Regions from separate parts of the Gossypium hirsutum genome. Here region 2 is linked to region 1. A link is a contact called in public Hi-C data. All regions are on one chromosome and are shown on one strand. The core of a region is the stretch at or near the end of the contact, and the rest is flanking DNA. Distances in the headings are between cores, read along the strand shown. Region 1 holds the start of LOC107949782. Region 2 holds the start of LOC107949913.

Region 1 (4,142 bases), core at 798-3,297:
CCTCCACCCAAAGATAGTAGAAATGCTCCACTGCAGTTTACTTTGCATTGCAAATAGAGAGAGAGCAACTTTATAGATCCAATCTCTATGGAATACAAATAACAAGAACATGCAGGAGGATCTAACCTTTTCTGCTAGCACCAGAAGTTCAGAAATGAAACTTGGCCTTAGAAAATAACAAGGCTATCACAACATTCAGTATTGTCAACACCAAAAACTAATACTCGATGTACTCTGCCAGCAAATGCAGGCATGCTGGTCTTATTATCTTACCCTAAAAAAGGAGGTCAGGATAGCTGCCTCCAAACAATTCTAGAACAAGGTTTTTAGTGGAATGCTATGGGAATTTAAAGCTCGTAGCACTTAGTGCATCGGTGAAGGTGTTTCCACAAAGTTTGATAGGGTACTAAATTGGTTTGTATTCTTTTCTTTTTAAATAAATGAAAATAACTCAAAAATGTACCAAGGATAAGCCAACCACATACAAAGCTAATTCTTATACACAACAAAAGGCTGTTTTACAATTTAGATGAGTTAGAAGCTAAAGATAAAAGCACTTTTAGAAAGGCAATGTGCTTATAAAGTAGGATCGTTGTTTCTTGCACTTCCTTTGAGGTTTAGCGCGATAAAAGAATCAAAATGTTTAAAGAGTTAAATCGTTATTTTTCTTTCACAAAAAAGAGACAGAAGAGTGGATATTTTGTCATGCATTACCACATTATTTCTAACTACCTTTTAATCCAATCCGGTTGCTATGAATTTGATGTTGCTATGCCATAATCCCAATTTTCTATACGTAGAAATCCATTGTCAAAAACAAGTAGGGCATCACAATACATTTTTACAAGTTCTCATAGAAAGTATAGTGCATTGTCATCAAACTAAACATCTGTGTACCAATATTTAAATCTTATGATAACCCTAATACGACCCAAAACAGAACTTTCATAAGCCCGACACAATAGGGGAACCCTCAAGACCGCATAATTCAGAATGCTAAAGGCATCCTCAATCTTGAGCACCAAATCCATCTGTCACAAACTCGGTATCCGCTTGAACCACCCAATCTCATCAAAAAAATTAAAAATCAGTATCTCCAATCTCGCCAATAAACATTGCTCAAAACTTTTAACTCTCAAACCTAAAATAAGTAGTCAAAAAGGCATTATATCAACCCAAAATCGAAAAACAATTAATAATCTTAAGTGTCATCTAGTTCCAATGACTCCACTTCTGCATAATTCATACATTAACTCAAATCAAGCCTCAATCAGATTCCCCCGGAATCCCAGTTTCTGAAAATCCCAAATCATACACACTACATTTACATAGAAATAGTGAAAAACTGATCATTACCCACATCTCAAAACAGAAAATTAACCAAAACCCAAATCTTCAAAGCATCAAATTCATCAAGATAGGGAGAAAAGAACAATACCCAAAGCTCAAAACATCAAAAATAGCTAAATGAAATCTCATTTAAAGAAACAGCAATAAAAAATTTCCGAAATCTGACCTATTTCTGGTAGCCTCCCCCAACTGCATTCTCATCCTCTTCAACTTTAGCAGTCAAGTAGACCTTTGGAAAATCGTTGACATCAAAGGTTTTCTCTTTCATCATCTTCACCACGTCATCTTTCTTCAAGATGGTACGGCGGATCGGAGGGCGGTTCCTGCGTTGATCGCGGCTGTAGTATTTGATGTCGAAGACGGTTTCAGGGTCGGAGGTAGGGACGATGGGCTTTTGCAAAGTGGTGGCAGGGCAGCGAACACGATACTCCGTGGCTTTGGGCACCGCGTTTTTGTACTCTGGGTCGGCGCAGGGTCCAGTTATCTCCCATGGCTTCTTGATGTAGCGTCTCAGGCTTTGGAAGAGGGAGCTGCTTGCTTTGGAGGCCATTGTTAATTGAAAACCCACCACAGAAATTGAGAGAGGGACTCGATCTGGTGAAAGTGTCCAGGGTCGAGACTGCTCCAGGCCTTATTCGGTTTTACCAAAAGAAAATCGATTTTTTACAAAAATTAGTAAATTTTCTTTTTATCACGATCACCTAATTATTATTAAATTCAATTTACTAGTCCAACTTGTTAACATTTTTGTTGTTAAGTGAAAATATTTTAAACACCTTTCTAATATATACAAAAAAATATCTATTTCAACTTGATAAATTGAGATAAGTATGTTTAAAAAAAATATTGACGACACTATTTTAACTGAAATAATTTAAGATAAAAACAAATATTATAGAAGGACCAGAATTAAATTATGTCTAGATCTTAAATCTTAAATTTAAACATAGTCCTAACACAATCATTTATTTTTTAAATTTAAAAATAAAGGAACTAAAATTTTAAAAATAAAATTGCATGACTAAACCTTGCATATATTAGTATATGGATTTGAAATATTTGATAAAAAATAAGTAACTTAATACGAAGGTTAAGGGATGCATATATATATATAAAAGGAAATCTCTTTAAGGCCTTCCCAGGTGTCTTTTTTTCTTTTGCACTTATAATAAAATGGTCGTATTTTAGTTTTGAGAGTCAACTCAGAAATTCAATACTCATGAGTGCCAAAGTTACATGCGAAACTTGTCGAGCACCAATCGAAGCTGAGATAAAAGGTCGGCACCCATACGGGCTGACTATTTTACATATTTACACATATTTTAATAATTTGTATTTTTATGACCTTTGGCATGACATGTAACACAATAAATTTACATTTAAATTATTTCCTTTTATTTTATACATAAATAGGGCTAAATGATCGATAAATGACTTATAAGATGTAGTAAAATAAATATTTAAAAAAAGAAGACATGTGACAATTTTTTAATACTGCTTGTAGAAAAAAGGTACACCGCTAATGTACGAAATAATAATCCTTTTAAAAATTCTATCTATATATTTAAATTATGAGAAAATATTTGATACATTAGAGTTGACAAGCACATGCTAATATACTGTTTTGTGTTTCAAGATAATGCTTGGAGTACGAAGGATATTATCAGGATCTCTTACAGTTGGGCAAGACAGTATGTTATCGCTTCAAAATCACCCTTACAAAAATCTCGTCCTTTCGTTGCTACTTCTCCTTTGGTTTGTGATTCAGTGTGCTTAAACACTGACGGGTTGGTCAGAGTCGAGGGTGACTTCGCTTCAGCTGGGGGCTTGTATAGGACTCGAATAGGGCTTGGATGTTTGGGTTTTACAGATATTTTGGTTGTTTTTCTGTTTTGGATGCTGAACTGTGGGCCATTTTGGATGGATTACATCTCACGTTGGATAGGGGATTTAACCATATTTTAATTCAAACAGATAGTCTCGAAGCTATACTCGCCATTCAAGAAGAACCTGTAGGAGGTCACAAATCAACTTTAATTAGAAGAATTCAACAACTCTTGTTATAAGCGCATCATTGGCGCATTCAACATGTTCCTAGGAAAGAAAACAAAAACGTGGATGCTTTAGCCAAAATAGTTCGCGATAAAATACTCAGTGTGCGCATTTTGAATAATTTTGTTTTAAGCATTTCCAATAATTTTGACATGATTTGTTTTTTAGTCCTTTTTCTAATATAAATATGAGTACAAAAGTTTATATAAATTTCTTAAAAAATTACTAAATTATTAATTTACTGTTTCAAATTACGTAATTTTTAATGATGATTTAAAGCAACTTTGTAATATTAAATTTATATAAATAATTTGGATTTTTTTCCTTTTTTCAGATTTCGAGTTAGTATTTTGATTTACTTTGATTGGATTGTGATATTATATTGGGTAAGTGTTCTGTTTAAGAACTTGAGCAGGTAGGTGTAATAGTAATAAATTCTAGGAAGTTGGGCTATTAAGGGATCAATTCATTGGGTCTGTCCTTTTCAACAAAATGGGTTGCTGTCAACATCAACTACAAAACCAGAGCATTATCCAAAAAATTAATCTTATGTGCATGATAATATCAGAATCCAATCATCTCAAATCTGAAAAAAGAATTCTTTCAATTACTGGAGAATCTTTTTTAAATATTAAACTCATCTAGGAAAGAAAACGGTTTTTTCCTTTGTTTTGCATGTTGAAAGTAAGATTAAATGGGGAGGGTAAAATTGCAATGAGGACCCTTCGTATTTCTGCATT
Region 2 (4,142 bases), core at 1,181-3,680, 160 kb before region 1:
CGTTGATTCTAACAAGAGACAGAGTTCGTGGGATATGTTAAGGAAGATAGGAAAATCTGTTAAGGAAAAGTGGATCATTGAAGGAGATTTCAATGCGATTCTCAACTATATGGAAAAAGATAAGGGAATGAGGAAGCAAAAAACGTTAATTGATGACTTCCAAGTGATTGTGGATGAGCTTTCGTTTGATTTGGAAATGGACAAAGGGTGGTTCACATGGGTTAACAACAGAGAGGGAGATGCTTTGGTCAAGGAAAGACTTGATTGTTTTTTGATTTCTTCAAATGATGTGGCTTGTTTTCCGTTCATGGAAACCAAGGTGATCCGCCAATCCACTTTCGACCATGATGTTATTTTTTTACACACAGAGGGTCGAAAGCCGAAAGAGAGAACAAGAGATCCTAGGCTTAACTTTAGATACGATGTCTGCTGGGCCAAAGAGAATAAAACTAAGAATATTATTAAAAATGAGTGGCAGAATGGTGTTGTGGATATAATGGGGAAAATTGAGAAGGTGGGCCAAGACCTAGGTGTTTGGCAGTACAATTGATACAAAAAGATGCGCAATCAAATTGCTACATTACAGTCAAAAATCAATAGAATCATAGATAGCCCGGAAAGCACGTATGCCGGTAACAAGCTTAAGGCTATGAGGTTAAAGCTTGGAAAACTACTGGACAATAAAGAGAAGTATTGGGCCCAACATTCGAGAGTCACTTGGCATAAGAAGAGCGATAAACACACCCGGTTTTTCTATGTTAGAGTTACTAATAGAAAGAAAAAAAATAGCATTGATAGGCTGAATGACATGCATGGCCACTGGAAGGAAAATACCAAAGATATTTGCGATGCGGCCAGGGAGTATTTTCAAAAACTATTTGAGTCAAATTTACATAATAATGATGTGTTAAATCTTGACTATATTGAGAATTGTATTTCAAGGGAGATGAATGAAAGATAGATGAAAGATTTCACGAATATTGAAATTAAGAAAGCATTCAATCAAATGGACCCTAGGAAAGCCCCGGAAATTAATGGCCTGTCGGGGAACTTTTACAAAGAAAATTGGGATGTGGTGGGGGAGGATATTATTAAGCTATGCCATGAGATTTTTAGGGGCGATAGGAGTGTGGATAGGTTAAACGAGACTATTATTGTTCTTATTCCTAAAATGAAAGAACCTATTGATATGAATAATTTACGTTCGATTAGTCTTTGCAGGATGGTGTACAAAATTGTGGCCAAGGTGTTTGCTAATCGCTTGAAAGATACCCTGCTGAGATGCATTAGCCAAAAACAAAGCGCCTTTGTTCCCAGAAGAATGATTAATGGCAACATATCGATTGCCCATGAGTTTGTCCATTACCTTTAAAGTGCCAAAAACGGGCACAATAAGGGTTTCATGATCAAGCTCGATATGAGCAAAGAATATGATCAGGTAGAGTGGAAATTCATTGAAGAAGTTATGTACAAAATGGGATATGCCGATGCATGGGTGACAAAGATTATGAGTTACGTTCGTTCGGTCTACTACGTTGTTAAATGCAACTCAACCCTCTTTGAGACTATTATTCCAGAAAGGGGTCTTAGACAAGGGGATCCTCTCTCTCCCTACCTTTTTTTTATTTTGCATAGAAGCATTCTCTAAATTACTAATCCGAGCACAGAATGAAAATATGCTTAAAGGAATTTGGGCTAGTATTAATGGGCCGCATATAAATCACCTATTTTTTACCGATGACGCGCTCTTCTTCATTCGCAATAAAAAAAAGGATGTTGAGGAAATAGTCAATATTATTAATAAGTTTACTAATGTTTCGGGCCAAAATTTTAATAACAATAAATCTATGATTATATTTAACCCGAAAACTCCTTTGGCCCAAAGACATAATTTTTGCTCTATGCTCGATTTGTGTATGGTTGATACTCTCGATAGCTACTTGGGGTTACCTTTACCTATTAGTAGGAAAAAGTCAACAACTTTTACTAATGTTATTAATCGTTGCACTTGAAGGGTCAATTGCTAGTCAAAACGACTATTATCCTATGGTGGGAAAGAAGTGTTCCTTAACGCCATTCTCCAATCTATTCCAATATATGCGTTCTCTGTTTTTCTCGCCCATATAGGAATCATTAAGGAGCTCCATTCAAAAATGGGCCGAGTGTGGTAGACTAACAACGAGAAGACCTGTGGTTGGGCCATGATGGCCTGGGATCGTTTATGTTATCCAAAAGGGATTGGCGGCATGGGCTTTCGGGATATGCACCTGTTCAACTTGGCTCTTTTAGGAAGACAAGTGTGGAGGCTCATAAACTTCAAGGACACTTTATGTTTTAAGGTGTTGAGTGCTAAATATTTTCCTAAAGGGGACGTTTTCAGGCCAAAGCTCTGTAATAAACTGTCGTTCACCTGGACAAGCATTACTAAAATGGCAGATGCATTAAAAGATGGCTTTATTTGGCAAGTGGGGGATGGTAACACGATCGACATTCAGTGGGACCATTGGGGTATTGAAGGTCTTAATGGAAACTCAATTTGTTGGCCACTCTTGACAAACGACGAGAGAAAAGTTAATAACTTGTGGGACTAGGATCAAAAGCGGTGGAAAAGGGATAGGGTCATCGAGCTATATGGCAGAGAGATGGGGGATTGTATTTGTAATTTACCCATTTCTCCTAATGGTTTTAAAGATAGCAGAACGTGGCTACAAAACCCTCATGGGGTTTATACGGTGAAGTGGCCTACTCCTGGTTATCTCTAAAGCGAATTGGTTTTGGCCCCCATAAACTTTTCTAGAGAATTATCTGGAAACTCAAAATGCTTCCCAAGATCAAGTTTTCAGTTGGAGAATCGGCCATGATATTTTACCCACCTACATTAACATTGCTCGTATCCGTCAGAACTTCTCTACAACCTGCCCGAGATGTAAAAATAGTGACGAGACGCTTCTCCATACCCTGAAAGAGTGCTCGAAGGTTCGTGAAACTCTCATAATCGGGGTTTAAATAATAGGCTTCTCGATGGAAACTATGATAGATGCATTGACTGATTGGAAGATATTCTGCAAGAGCTTGACTACAACGCTGTTGCTGACTTCTTTACTCTCCTCTAGAACTACTGGAACAACAGAAGTAAGATGGTCTTCCAGGGCAAGGATGATCCTGCTATGGTGGTTTGGGATAGGGCGCAAACCCTCAGCAAAGATTTTAGAATTTTTAATTTAAACGAACCCTCTATGATTCCCCCTACTCCGGTGTGTAAAGGCTGGAAGAAACCACTAAATGATTTTATTAAAATCAACGTGTATGCCGTAGTTTTAAATGGGTATGTCGGTTATGGGGATATTACGAGAGATACAAATGGTTTCGTTCTTGCCGGGTGCTATGGTTTTGCAATTAAGGCATGCAATTTGGGCGAAGTTGGAAGCGTTGACTATGGGTTTGAATCTGGCTTCAACTTTAATAAACACGGTCAAAAAACGTGATCAAGATGTTACCATTCTGGGCCGTTGTGTGAAAAAGGAATGCATGGCCCTTAGGAATTTTGAGTTAGTCCATTTTAATTGGATTGATCGTAGCAATAATGAAGCTGCTGATTTACTTTGTAAGCTTGCTTTTAAGAACAAATGTAATTTGTTTTTTAATTTGGATTATCCTTCGGAAATCCACAATGTTATCATTCGTGACGCAATAAAATGAGGTTGACTTTTGGGTCGTTTTTTATCAAAAAAAAAAGTAAATGAGTTAAATCTCAAATTTTATGATAGTACAAAGACTGAATTTATGATTTTATCTCAACAAAGTATTTAACACCAACAATGATTTGGGCTAATTTCTCAAATGATAGCAATAGGAAGACTAAAAAAAATACCAAATTAAAGTACATGGATTAAATTCCAAATTTAGTAATAGTACAAGGATTAATAACAAGAATATACCTTATATGCTATAGTTGGCTTTTTTTTTGTTTTTAATTTATATTTGAAAGATTATTATATCATATGCGATATATGTCAAACATGAGTGTTAAATTTAATTACTCTAAGGAAACGAAAAGTTTGCAATTTCGGATCACGTAAGTGTCTACCTATGAATGCAATTCTCAAGGTTGAGAAATGGACAACATGTTTGATACGAGTATA

Evidence for each region. A called contact is a pair of places that touch in the nucleus more often than the background predicts.
Region 2: a contact with region 1 is called in a Hi-C map of leaf, with 2.5 times the contacts expected there. The contact joins the promoter of LOC107949913 here to the promoter of LOC107949782 in region 1. A contact is called at or near these places in 17 of 34 Hi-C or Micro-C datasets (callus, cotyledon, fibers and 4 more).

What each region holds. Positions count from the first base shown.
Region 1 is chrD03:39,101,232-39,105,373 of Gossypium_hirsutum_v2.1, reverse strand. It overlaps LOC107949782, which reads right to left and starts at 2,047. Exons shown (of 2, transcript XM_016884537.2): 1 at 1,517-2,047. The coding sequence starts at 1,900. The coding sequence ends at 1,517.
Region 2 is chrD03:39,266,425-39,270,566 of Gossypium_hirsutum_v2.1, reverse strand. LOC107949913 reads left to right here and starts at 2,430. Exons shown (of 3, transcript XM_016884675.1): 1 at 2,430-2,517; 2 at 2,798-2,976; 3 at 3,114-3,485. The coding sequence starts at 2,430. The coding sequence ends at 3,485. It overlaps LOC107949912, which reads left to right. Exons shown (of 2, transcript XM_041090100.1): 2 at 1-886. The coding sequence ends at 550.